Regions from separate parts of the Sus scrofa genome. Here regions 1 and 2 are each linked to region 3. A link is a contact called in public Hi-C and HiChIP or PLAC-seq data. All regions are on one chromosome and are shown on one strand. Each heading gives the region's core, a stretch centred on a gene start, on an enhancer-like site or on the middle of the called end of the contact. The rest is flanking DNA. Distances are from core to core; before and after follow the strand shown.

What was found. Hi-C and Micro-C count contacts between places; a contact is called where the count stands out from the background. HiChIP or PLAC-seq counts read pairs in DNA pulled down with a chosen protein or histone mark.
Region 1: a contact with region 3 is called in an H3K27ac HiChIP or PLAC-seq map of skeletal muscle, with 18 times the contacts expected there. The contact joins the enhancer-like site here to the promoter of MEOX2 in region 3. A contact is called at or near these places in 12 of 47 Hi-C or Micro-C datasets (alveolar macrophages, embryonic fibroblasts, fetal skeletal muscle and 7 more) and 1 of 2 datasets of contacts at active chromatin or transcription factors (skeletal muscle).
Region 2: a contact with region 3 is called in a Hi-C map of subcutaneous adipose tissue, with 1.5 times the contacts expected there. The contact joins the enhancer-like site here to the promoter of MEOX2 in region 3. A contact is called at or near these places in 3 of 47 Hi-C or Micro-C datasets (embryonic fibroblasts, fetal skeletal muscle and subcutaneous adipose tissue) and 1 of 2 datasets of contacts at active chromatin or transcription factors (skeletal muscle).

What each region holds. Positions count from the first base shown.
Region 1 is chr9:85,399,232-85,403,095 of Sscrofa11.1, reverse strand. LOC106504972 (a long non-coding RNA gene) reads right to left here. Exons shown (of 3, transcript XR_001298981.2): 1 at 1-3,864. Among named protein-coding and RNA genes, the nearest start is that of ISPD, 310 kb to the left of the region's middle. Within about 2 kb of position 1,330, at least 12 of the 83 cell types and tissues checked have an H3K27ac peak or open chromatin away from gene starts, as enhancers often do. A contact at or near this core is called in mesenteric adipose tissue, retroperitoneal adipose tissue, skeletal muscle and 1 more, where this site is marked.
Region 2 is chr9:84,543,554-84,547,316 of Sscrofa11.1, reverse strand. No RefSeq gene overlaps it. Among named protein-coding and RNA genes, the nearest start is that of DGKB, 190 kb to the right of the region's middle. Within about 2 kb of position 2,361, at least 2 of the 83 cell types and tissues checked have an H3K27ac peak or open chromatin away from gene starts, as enhancers often do. A contact at or near this core is called in subcutaneous adipose tissue, where this site is marked.
Region 3 is chr9:85,008,549-85,012,200 of Sscrofa11.1, reverse strand. MEOX2 (mesenchyme homeobox 2) reads left to right here and starts at 2,262. Exons shown (of 3, transcript NM_214121.1): 1 at 2,262-2,778. The coding sequence starts at 2,265. LOC106504971 (a long non-coding RNA gene) reads right to left here and starts at 1,758. Exons shown (of 2, transcript XR_001298980.2): 1 at 144-1,758.

The DNA.
Region 1 (3,864 bases), core at 81-2,580, 390 kb before region 3:
AAATATGAGATTGAATGTTAATATTTTTGTTGTTAATTAATGGCATGCATTTAGTGGTTAGGTAAAAATATTATGGGTACGCACTTTGGTTCTCTGCAGTAATGACTAGTAACAAACTAGATGTACAAAAAAATCACATGAATATTTTATGAAAACACTGGATTGAATGATTAAAACTAATAAATAGAATGAGTCACATTTTTATAAATCAATAACCTTTATGAATTATTAGGTTATAAATCAATGCACTTTACATTAAAATATACACAAAACATTCTTATACAAGAATTCCTAGGAATGTAAGGCTATCAAATAATATTGCATGGTTCTAGAAGGAAAAGTGAAATGGGATTGGGAAATAGATATAAAAAACAATCATCAGACTATAAAACACAATAAGTATTTAGATTCATGATTTTTCGGATACTGAAGGCTCGTTTTGTAGAAATGAGTGGTTTCTTTCCCATGAACATTTCCTAAATTGACTTGTTCTTTGAATGTTGTTTTTCTTTCAAGTGGACAGTTGCTAGAATGGGCAGAAAAGGTGCAATAGTAATATTCCTCGAATGGGAATTAGGATCCCTGTGGCTGGGAATGGTGGTATATTTTGGAAGTAACTATAATTCGGAGTCATTTTTTAAGGTGGTTAAATTGCTGGAAATTCAGTGAGAGATATATGATTGTACCAAAGCCTTCTTATAACATGACCCTTAAGTAAGGACACCAAAACAGCCTCGGTATAAACTAGGTGTTTGAACTCTGCCTCTGAAGAGATGTTCTAAGTGCTGGAAGGTGGGCCTGGGAGCAGGTAGAACTGTCCCAGAGGCCAAGTCCAGAGCCAAAGAGAAGTAAAGACTACATCCTGAGTGAATTATAAAAACAAAAGGCTAACACTTATATAGCACTTCCTGTGCACCACAGGGGGCGAGGGGTGGGGAGTTGTCTCTAAGCACTGTACATATAATAGCCACTGAATCTTCACAACGAATCTGGAAGAGAAGGTAAAATGATGGGCACAGCCTGTTCAGTGTGGTAGGTTTCAGGAAGCTTGCAGAAGCAGTGGCAAGATGAAATCCAAGGGTGTAGGGACAGCCTGGCAAGATGGGGAACAGGAAGGTCAGGAAGAGGGGGTGGGAGGGATCCCCAGAAGTGGAGGCTGGAGGGTTCTGTGTGTTCTGTGCCCTGGCCTTGCTGGGTGGAGCCAGGAGCTCTGAAGGCTCCCCAGGCCATTTGTATAACATGAAGATTTCCATCCTTTTTATCCCTTGAGCCACAGAGCAGATTTAAAAAAATAAAAAATAAAAAAATAAATAAATAAGAGCAGCAGTGTGGAGGCAGCCAAATCAGGACTCTGGAAACGTGATAGTCTTTGTTTTGGTGAGGTTGGCAGCCTTCTCTGAGTCTCCTTTCTGGATGATTAAAAATCCCAAACATCATGAGCCGGATGTTTGAATGTTTTTAAACCTTGTAATTTTGTAAATTGTCTGTTCCTGGCTCCCTTCCCCACATTTCTGCCCTAGCTCATATCATGATGATGCTTTTGCCTTTAGTTTCTTAGTTTCTGTTAACTTTCAAATGAAGCAAGTGTGATAGGAGTTTGTTTTCTCAGCAAGGTGATGGCAAAGGGATATTTATAGCACTGAGGAATTTTTATCTTCTCTCAGACATCTAAGATGAGTAGTATATTTTAAACCCTACTCTCCAGGATATCTCTCTTCTGCTGAGATAATAAAATTGATCAGATGTTTTGAGGTTAAATAAACTGTTGTAATAATCTGGCAGCTGCCTGCCGGTTGTGGTTTTCAAAAGCAATTACTCACTTTGGAGTCAACTTTGAACTCTACATTTTAATTGAAAAGGCTAATTGTAGGCTATTGCTCCTGATTTAGCATTTGATTTGGGAGATTAGGAAGTAAAAGGACATAGGGAAGGGAGGGGAGAGGAGAAGAAGAGAAAGTAAGCAGAAGTGTTGCAGAGCTCAAATTCCTGTTTATATATGAGTGTTTTCACACACAGCACATTGTACGCTAACTGGAGAAATAGCAGTTGGACTAAAACGTATCTGAGGCAGCCGTCTGAGGCTAGTCTGCAAAATCCTTATTTTGGGTTTATTTGCTTCTCTCTCTCTCTTTCTATCTCCCCTTCTCCCCTCCCTCTCTTTCCCTTTCACTCCTCCTCTCCCTCTCTTTCATTAATTTCTTAATTCAGATGTGAAATTTCAGAAAGTATTTTTAAGAGTCATATCAGATTTCACGTCTGATCAGGAGTTTACTTAAATTCTTGGAGATGCTAATAGGTAGAGACTGCCATTTGTCTTTACTAAAACATAGCTTAGTGATTTTAATTAAATGCAGCAAGAGAGAGATTATTGATGAGTCCTCACAAGAACAAATCAATTCCCTATGGGAATCATTATGAATCTAAATGATTATAAGAAAGACATCAAACATCCAAGATGAAATACAGCTACACCCAAATTTACATACAGGACAATTAGTAGCATTATTCAAATGGCCAGAGAGTTGCTGTTAGAACTGAGATGAAAAGTGTGAGAATTTGTATTTCTTCGGTCTTTCCCCATTTAAAACCCAATGTAGTACTTTTACATTACTTAACACAAATGATACTGAGACTTTTATAGAAATACATTCTGTAAATAAAACCCCACATATATGTGGATGTGTCCAAACTCCTTTGGACTTTATGCTTTTAGGTCAAATGTAAAACTGTGCTGGGAATTTCCTGTGAAACATAATGTTGAGAAACTAAATTAAAGCTGAAATGAAAGGCATGAGTATATGAATTCTTTAATTTTACAGAGTGTCTGAAAATGCTAGTTGCATATCACTTGAAAATCCACTTTATTTTTAGACTTTTGTGGAATGCATATTTGGCTCATCACAGTTATGTTGATATTTTCATTGACCTTATAAATATAACTTAATCTCTATGCATCAGCTTTCTGATCTGTAAAAATAAGATAAATATTCTTCCCACACACTTTGTGCTCAGAACTCCTCTGTTGAAACAATAAACAGGGTTGTAAGATATGAATGTGAGTACTGCTTCAGAATCCAATGTCTTTATCAACAACAAAGAAGGTCTGACATTTATTTGGTGTTTCAGTATCAAATTTGAAGATATTACAGTTAATGAAAAAAAGAAACATCTGTGTTGATATTATGAGGATTATTCTGAAATACGGATATCGTTGGAAATGTCAGCTGTCTGCTACATGATTTCCGAGAGCCATTGTTTGTGATGCCAATATTCATGTTTGTCCTCAAGTAAAAATGAATCAAGGAAAGGAAAAGACCTTATAGATAGGAAGACTTCAATTAAACACTTAGTTTTTTTCAAAATAGTTTAAAAATCAAATCTGTGTATTTTTACTCAGAGGTCTCTACTTTCGGCAAAGTATTTTGGTTTAGAAAGTAGGGGAAAATGACTTCTGTGGTACAATTAAAGAACATTGTTTTTTCTTATGAAAGAAAAGATTAAGGAAAAAAGTTAAAACTTTTTAGATAATGTTTATCAGAGGCAGAATTTAGAGACAGTGGATTAATACTTTAGTCATGGGAAAAATTCAGATTTGGAGAAGAAAAATATTTGGTTACATGATGGTTTCTTAAAAAAAAATACTATGAGATTATTGAGTTAAATAAATTTTCCCTTTGATGGTCTTAGAATGGAGAGAAGACATGTTTGAGATTACAGTTCCACAGTCTGGATTTCAAAAACCAAACCAAACCAAAAGCCCTTCTAACATTATAGTGAAATGGCCATTTAAGAACACTGCTGTAGAAACACAAGATGGGGCTACATCTTGGTAAATTGCCTACTTTTGACCTTAGAGGTTATGAA
Region 2 (3,763 bases), core at 1,112-3,611, 460 kb after region 3:
AATCCACTCATAATTATCCTGAAGACAGGAAATTCTTACACATTCTTTAACACTAATATGATGAGTCTCATGCTGAAGTGCTGGAAATGAGATTAAACACTTTTCATATATTACAATCTAAATGTAGTGACAGTAAATATAACAGTGCATTAATGCCTTATAAACCCTCGCTAAGTGATAATAATTTTACCTAAGAAAACTTTGAAGGGTAGTTCTTTTGAGCATTGACCAGCTTCAAGGATCCATTCAATTTGATGAAGATTTATTTTGCAGCTCTTCAATATGAGATTTAATTATTCATAATGAAAAGATATTTAACAGAGGCTTATGTTGAGTGGTTTGTTGTTCATTCTCATCTCCTTTATGTGATTGGGGCAGTATTTCTTAATATATGGGCTGAGATTTATCCACATCAAAACACCCGCTATTCCCAGGGCTCCATTTGAGACTTAAGGATTCCAGACCTTAGGAGATGAGTTCTGCCATCTACAAATATAAATAGCTCCTCGGAGGGATTCTACAGGAAAATTTCTACAGGAAAAGAGGCTCATATAAACTCTGATATTTAACAAGATATTCTATCCCCTATAGTATTTCTTGTGTTTCAGAAGCTTCCTTTGAGCTTGGGATCACTGGTTCTTGACTGGTTTGAAATTTTATTTCCTACTCTCTATAAGGAAGCTATTCTCTTTCTTTTTCATTAAAATATGAATGCTGTGTAATAGTCTCAGCAAAATACCCAGGATCACATTTAAACTATTAAAAATAACCTTTTCCCCAAAGTTAAGCTTTAATTATTAACACACATAGTAAAAAGTCCATTAACCAAGTTTTTCAAAGGTGAATTTTGCTTGGTTCAGAAAGAATAGGACTTGTACTTAAATTCTCATGGCAATTTAGCTACTTGCTAGCTGTGTGACCCTGAACAGAAATAGAAAGTGGCTGAGTGGGTCTGTAGAACACAAGATTCAAAACCCAGTCTGGTCATTTATTGTCTCATGTTCCTCACTGAAAAAATGTGAGCACTGGACCAGATCAGGTGTACAGTTCCTTATAACTCTTACCTTCCAATGAGCAATTAATCCAATGTACTTCTATATTTTAAAGTAATAATACTGCATTTTTTAAAGACTATGATGAAATTTGGATTTAGATCAATAATGAAGTAATGAGGTTTTATTTCAGAGTATGTTCGAACATACTCTGAAATACATGGAGGCAAGTCAATGGAGGCAACCTTATAAAGAAGATAAGGAGGAGTTCCCTCGTGGTGCAGCAGGTTCAGGATCCAGTGTTGTCACTACAGCAGCTGTGGCATGGGTTTGATCCCTGGCCCAGGAACTTTCACATGCTGCACGTGTGGCCTAAATAATTAACTAAATAAATATGATTAGGAAACTATAAAATTATAATATGAAAAATAAAATCTCATTCACTCATTTAGGAATCCTACAGCAGTTTACAAATTTTTGTTTTTTATAGACAATATATGTTTTTATTTTCAGAGACAACACATTAATTTTTTTTAAAACATAAAACAATTGAACATAATAACAGAGTAACTTCATTTACTATGGCTACTTTCTGTTCAATTTTTATGTATTTTAATTATACATATTTTCTTAAAACACAAGAAATAGCATTTTTGGCCTCACCCATCAGACATGCTTCCCTTTCTAATATCTATTTTCTTTTCTGTTTTCTCTGTGTTTTATTCTCTCCTTTCCATTCTTATCTTCTCTATTAGTTAAGTTAAAGCTGTTTTATATGAAGTATGGTCTACTTTATCTTATGTGTGCTTATTTTGGCTACCACATATTGACTTAGTAGTTGATTAATTAGTTTTTGCCCTTCTTTTCATTTTGGAATGAAAAATATCAGGTAGTCCCTCAATTAATATTTCCTCTGAAATTAAAAACAAACAATGGTTCACTGCGTGATAGCACTTGGAAACCTTGAATACAGGCACTACACAAATAACTCAGGAAATTCAGGTCATCTGATACAGATGAGTGTGGTCAGACTCGTGGAACAGCAGGGAAAGTCCCAGAACACAGAGGAAATTGCTTACAGTATCAGGAAAACATGCAAGTTTTAAATTCATTATTAAATGTGAATGATAAACAACCTTTATTTAAGGAATTGTTATAATTCTTCAGAAATGTAACCTATCAGCTTACAAAATGTGATAAGAAATACCTTTTTCTGTCCTTACCTCTCTGTACTGAAATATATAAGGCAAAGGTTATATAAAAGTTAGCTTTATTTGAGTATCTTGATAATTGAAATTCTCTGTGACAGCTCTATCCTCATGAGACCCCAGAGAGTGTGGAAGGCCAGGAAGTGATGTTGATATTGCTGATAGAGAGGGGAGTTTGCCTCTTAACCTTCTGGTTGGTTGACAAATTCAGCCAGCAGTGATTGCAGCATAGTGACTTTTGCTAGTGGCTCACTGGCTGTTTTCTCCAATATTCCTCTTGTGATTAAATCACATAAGTGATCTTTCTATTATCCTGGCATCTCAGTTCCTTGGTCTCTTTGCCCCAGTAATTTTTGTTGTTCACTTTATATCAGTCATGTTGCCTTTATAATAACTGTAATTCCACCATAATTTCAATTTCAAACATTTCTCTGATCACTCCATCTCTCTTTCCAGCTCACTACCTTTGATATTCCATAGCCAGCATTGCCTCACTAAGGCATCCCTACCACCTTTCCATCCTCTCACCCTTTCTCATGTATTTACTTTCTTAGATGGCCAAATATCATAATCAATATGATTGTTCTCTTGGTCTTATTACATCACCAAAAAGATTCAGTCCACCGTAGGTCTCCTGTATGTCTGTCCTCTTTTAGCTGAATGTGGATAGAGAAAATCATATGACCATGAAACTGGCTGCACCTATTCATGATTACATACTTCAGCTGAGCTCTTAATTCTGTCAGGCAATCATGCTACACTTCCCCAACTCTCGTCACTCTTCCACACTCCTTGATGATGGATTCGTACTCTCACTTTCAACATGTCCTCAGTATTCATTGATGCACTTGTTCCTTTTTTTTTTTTAACCTCAAACAAAACAAAAAGAAGCCATCAAAGAGAACTTCACCTGTCTAACCCACCAGCCAAACCTATTTCTCTTAATGAACTGCTCATACTATTAAATAAGGCTCACTCTCTGTGCTTGTGTCCTGGTTTCCATCTGCTTCTGCACCTCTCTCTCAGTTTTCCTCTAAAATTATTCCTGTCTACATACAGAAAAGCCTGTTATTTTCTACCAACTTTAAAAAAGCTTTTATTTCACCCCCTCTTTGCTTATAGCTAGGCTTCATTTCCATTACTTGATCTCAAATTTCCCTCAGAGAGGTGTCTATAATCATTGTTTCTTATCTCTCTCCCCCACTTCTCCCATGGACACACTCTAGCAGGCATTTCTCCCCTCACTGTTTCTCTGAAATTGCTCTTACAAAGTCAGCATGATGCCCCTGTTGTTAAGTCCAATGGCCAGTTCAAGGCCATGACTTTGTTGAATTTGACAGTTAGCACATGTTCTCCTTCAAGTATGTGCTTCCCTCCAGGACAACTCACTCTCCTAGTTTTTCTTTGAAATCATGAGCCCCTCTTCCTTGGCTTTCTCTCTGTCTTCCCTAATCCTTTCAGTGTTCAGGGTTTCAATCTCGATCTTTGGTCAGTCTTCATTGTCTGCATATCCTCTAGGTGTTGTCATCCAGTCTCATAATACTAACACAATCTGTAGGCTAA
Region 3 (3,652 bases), core at 1,013-3,512:
AAGAAACATTCTGAAGATCTAAGCCCTGGACGCCATCCTGCAAGTGCTTAAAACCCTTAAAAACGTGCAAGGTGAAGAACACCCCCTTTCCAAGTCTAAAACAATATTAGATTCCCAAAACATAACGGCAAAGAAAGCCTTACCGTCAAACGCTTGCAGCAGGTTCCAGCTCAGACCCAGACTGGAAAGTTGAGCAGCTGGTGAACAAAAGTTTTAGCCTTTTTTTTTTTTTTTTTTTTTTAAACGAAGTCTGCAAAACTAATTTCCCTCAAAATAGGGCTCAATTTCCGTTAAAGAAAGCCGCGCTTACAAATCTCAGAATTCCTGATCACCCCCACCCCATCCCACCTCTGAGCACTGGAAAACAATTCGAACTTTCACACGGATGTAAAGGTTTATTGCGAAGACACTATTCTACAGGGCCACTTAAAAGAAAAGGGAGATGGTCAAGCTGAAGCCTGAGGGACAAGGCTATGGAAAAGGTTCTGCCTTGGTGACACTTCTCAAAGATTAATCAATACTCTTTCCTAATTCAAACCAGATGGCTGTCCCAGTTTGCTGTCCCCATTAATCCCATTAACAACATCAAAGACTTGGTCCCCGCCATCCTCTAGACACCTGAGACAATGAAAATAACAGGGCAACGCTGCTGGTGGTATATTTGGGATCTCAGGCGAGATAGGTGAGCGCAGATATTCTCCGGATGCTACACGTCCTAGGCAGGACTCTGCTCCTGCAGCTCATTATGCGAGGCCGGCACACTTGCCTTGTGTAAACGATTTGGCCCCCAGCAGACAGCGTCGCCCCTCAAGCATGTGGCAGTATCAAAGCCCAGCAGCTGCTCGCATTAACTCACTGGTGGCAAGTTTTCTACTAATTTTCTATGATGCAAGATTGTAACCAGGGAGACCCAAGGTACCAGGTTTAATGAACTTTAAGAGGTACCGAAGTGTAATATTTTTCAGTAAATGGAACCATGGCGGGGGGCGGGGGGAGGAGGTGATGGGTGTGATTAGCTGATGTATTTTTGAGGGGAAGAGAGGATGGATTTCTGGAGGGAAACAAGGGGAAGTGGGCTAGTTCCTGAGGGGAAAGACTGGAAATGTGCGTAAAACATGCACATCTCATGTGACCGGGACGAAATCGCTTGGGCATATTCCTGACCCAGGAAAAGTTCTTCTTGGGGGACAAGTGACTAAGAAATGGAGTGGGACCAGGAAGGCAGAGGGGTTGGCCCTTTGAGGAAAGCAGAGGAAGAGACCCTCCTAGTACCACAGGTGAGGATGCCCGGGGTCTGTACATCTGCAGCTGTCACCGCCTCATGCGTTCCTTCGCCCCAACAGGCTCCTCGCGGCACTGGAGAATGGGCCTTTCTTGTCGGTGGGACACTTCTCAGCAACCTCGGATACGCGTCCGAACCCAAGAACAACCCACGCATAGACACTAGCCATAAAAGCTAGAAGCGCCACTGAGCCCTGGGCCTCAGTTGATGCGAAGTTGGAGAAATTTATCTGAGTGCGCTCCAAGCTAGCGCACATCTTTTTCCTGAATCCCACTGCTCTTTTCGTGCACCTCCAGAACTAGGCGCACCCCTAGCTTTCCTGCAGGTGACGATACCCAAGTGGCAGTGACAAGGCATCTTTCAAGAGAGACTTGAGCAAGTTCTGACCCTGGGTGAGCGCTTGGGGCAGGCGGGCGCTGCGGCGCGTCTGGGCCCACCGGGCGGAAAGGTGAACGGCTGCTGCCCTAGGCTCGGGTTTAGGAGACCGGCGGGTAGCTTACAGTCTTGCAAGTCTGGCAGGGGTGGGCGGGCGTGGACACGCTGCGTGCGTCCAGCCGGCGATAGGAAGTGGAACTGGGAGCGCAAGGCGCGGACTGAGAGGGAGTTTTGGAGGGAGTTTGCATGTGGTCAGCACTGGGCTCCTAAGCCAGCCCCCAGCTCACGTTACACTCTATTTATAACCTCTCAGAGCCATTTCCCCCTGAATGCAGTTCTCTGGGACCACCTTCTTTTGGCTTCAACCTCTCCCACTCTTGACATCTGAGTAGCTCAGAGGGAAGCTCCTCCAGGTCCGAGTGTTTATATGTAAAGGAGACTGGCCGCTAGGGCTCAGGACCGGGATTATCCGAGCTCTGCAGAAACTCGGGCGGCTATTGCTTTGAGAGGGGGAAAAGTCACACGGTTTCCAGTGACAAGTGACAGAGGGTGGTGGCGCTTGGAACCGTCGTGAAGTCTTCTGCCTGGAACCCGAGACGTGCATGCTATGGAACACCCGCTCTTTGGCTGCCTGCGCAGCCCTCACGCCACCGCGCAAGGCTTGCACCCGTTCTCCCAGTCCTCTCTCGCCCTCCATGGAAGATCTGACCATATGTCCTACCCTGAGCTCTCCACTTCTTCCTCGTCTTGCATAATCGCGGGATACCCCAACGAGGAGGGCATGTTTGCCAGCCAGCATCACAGGGGGCACCACCACCACCATCACCATCACCACCATCACCACCAGCAGCAGCAGCACCAAGCTCTGCAAACCAACTGGCACCTCCCGCAGATGTCCTCCCCCCCGAGTGCGGCTCGGCACAGCCTCTGCCTCCAGCCGGACTCGGGAGGGCCCCCGGAGCTGGGAAGCAGTCCACCGGTCCTGTGTTCCAACTCTTCCAGCTTGGGCTCCAGCACCCCGACCGGGGCCGCGTGCCCGCCAGGGGACTACGGCCGTCAGGCGTTGTCACCCGCGGAGGCGGAGAAGAGAAGCGGGGGCAAGAGGAAAAGCGATAGCTCAGGTAAGGGCGCGCCGGCACCCTCCGCGAAGGGGGCGGAGAGATGACAGGGAAGATTCTTACACTAGAATGAGGCGGCAGGCTGTACCGTACAGGTCTTTTACTCTCTGACTCCCTGCTGCCAAGTTCCGCGAGGCTGCTTTGGTCCTTTTATTTGAGGGCACGTGTTTCTCCTAGGGCAAAGCTGCAGCCAACTGCGCTAAACTATCCAAGATTCAAACTAGTTTACCAGAGGGTTGAGAAAAAAGGACAAGTGACAAGTATGTGAAATCGATTGCAAAGCGTGACCTTCCATCTGAGTGATGGGGAGGAAAGTGCACCCTGGAAGACAGCGCCCGCTGGGCGTGCGTGCTGGTGCCTTTCCTTGACTTTTCCCTTGTAAGTTCCCAACTCTGAGTGGCTCGATTTTTCCCATCGTTAACTGGATTTCCAAATTATTGCACAATATTTGGAACTTGCAGTGGAACTTGGCAGAGCATATGAGAAAAAAAGTTTTAGTTTTTTTTTTTTAATTCTGATTTCAGAGTTCTTTAAATAGCACCCTATTCCAAATGGTAAAAAAAAAAAAAAAAAAAAAAAAAAAAAAATACCCTTTCTTAGGGGAGAGGGCATAATCTAGGAATTTAGAAGATTTTAAAGAATGTGTCAGAATAACTAAATACATGTTTAGACCATAGAGAAAAGAGGATTAATAGTGCTGTGTTCTTGTGATGCTAACCCAAGAGAGAATTTAAGGTTCAAAAGTGGACAGGAAAATCCCCAACCAGTGGAGTATTATCCGAAACAAGAACTGGGAAACAAACAGCAGCAACCCAGGTACCGCTAGTGAGGGTGCGCACGGGAGAGGTAGATCCAAGTAAAGATAAGGAGCTGCCAC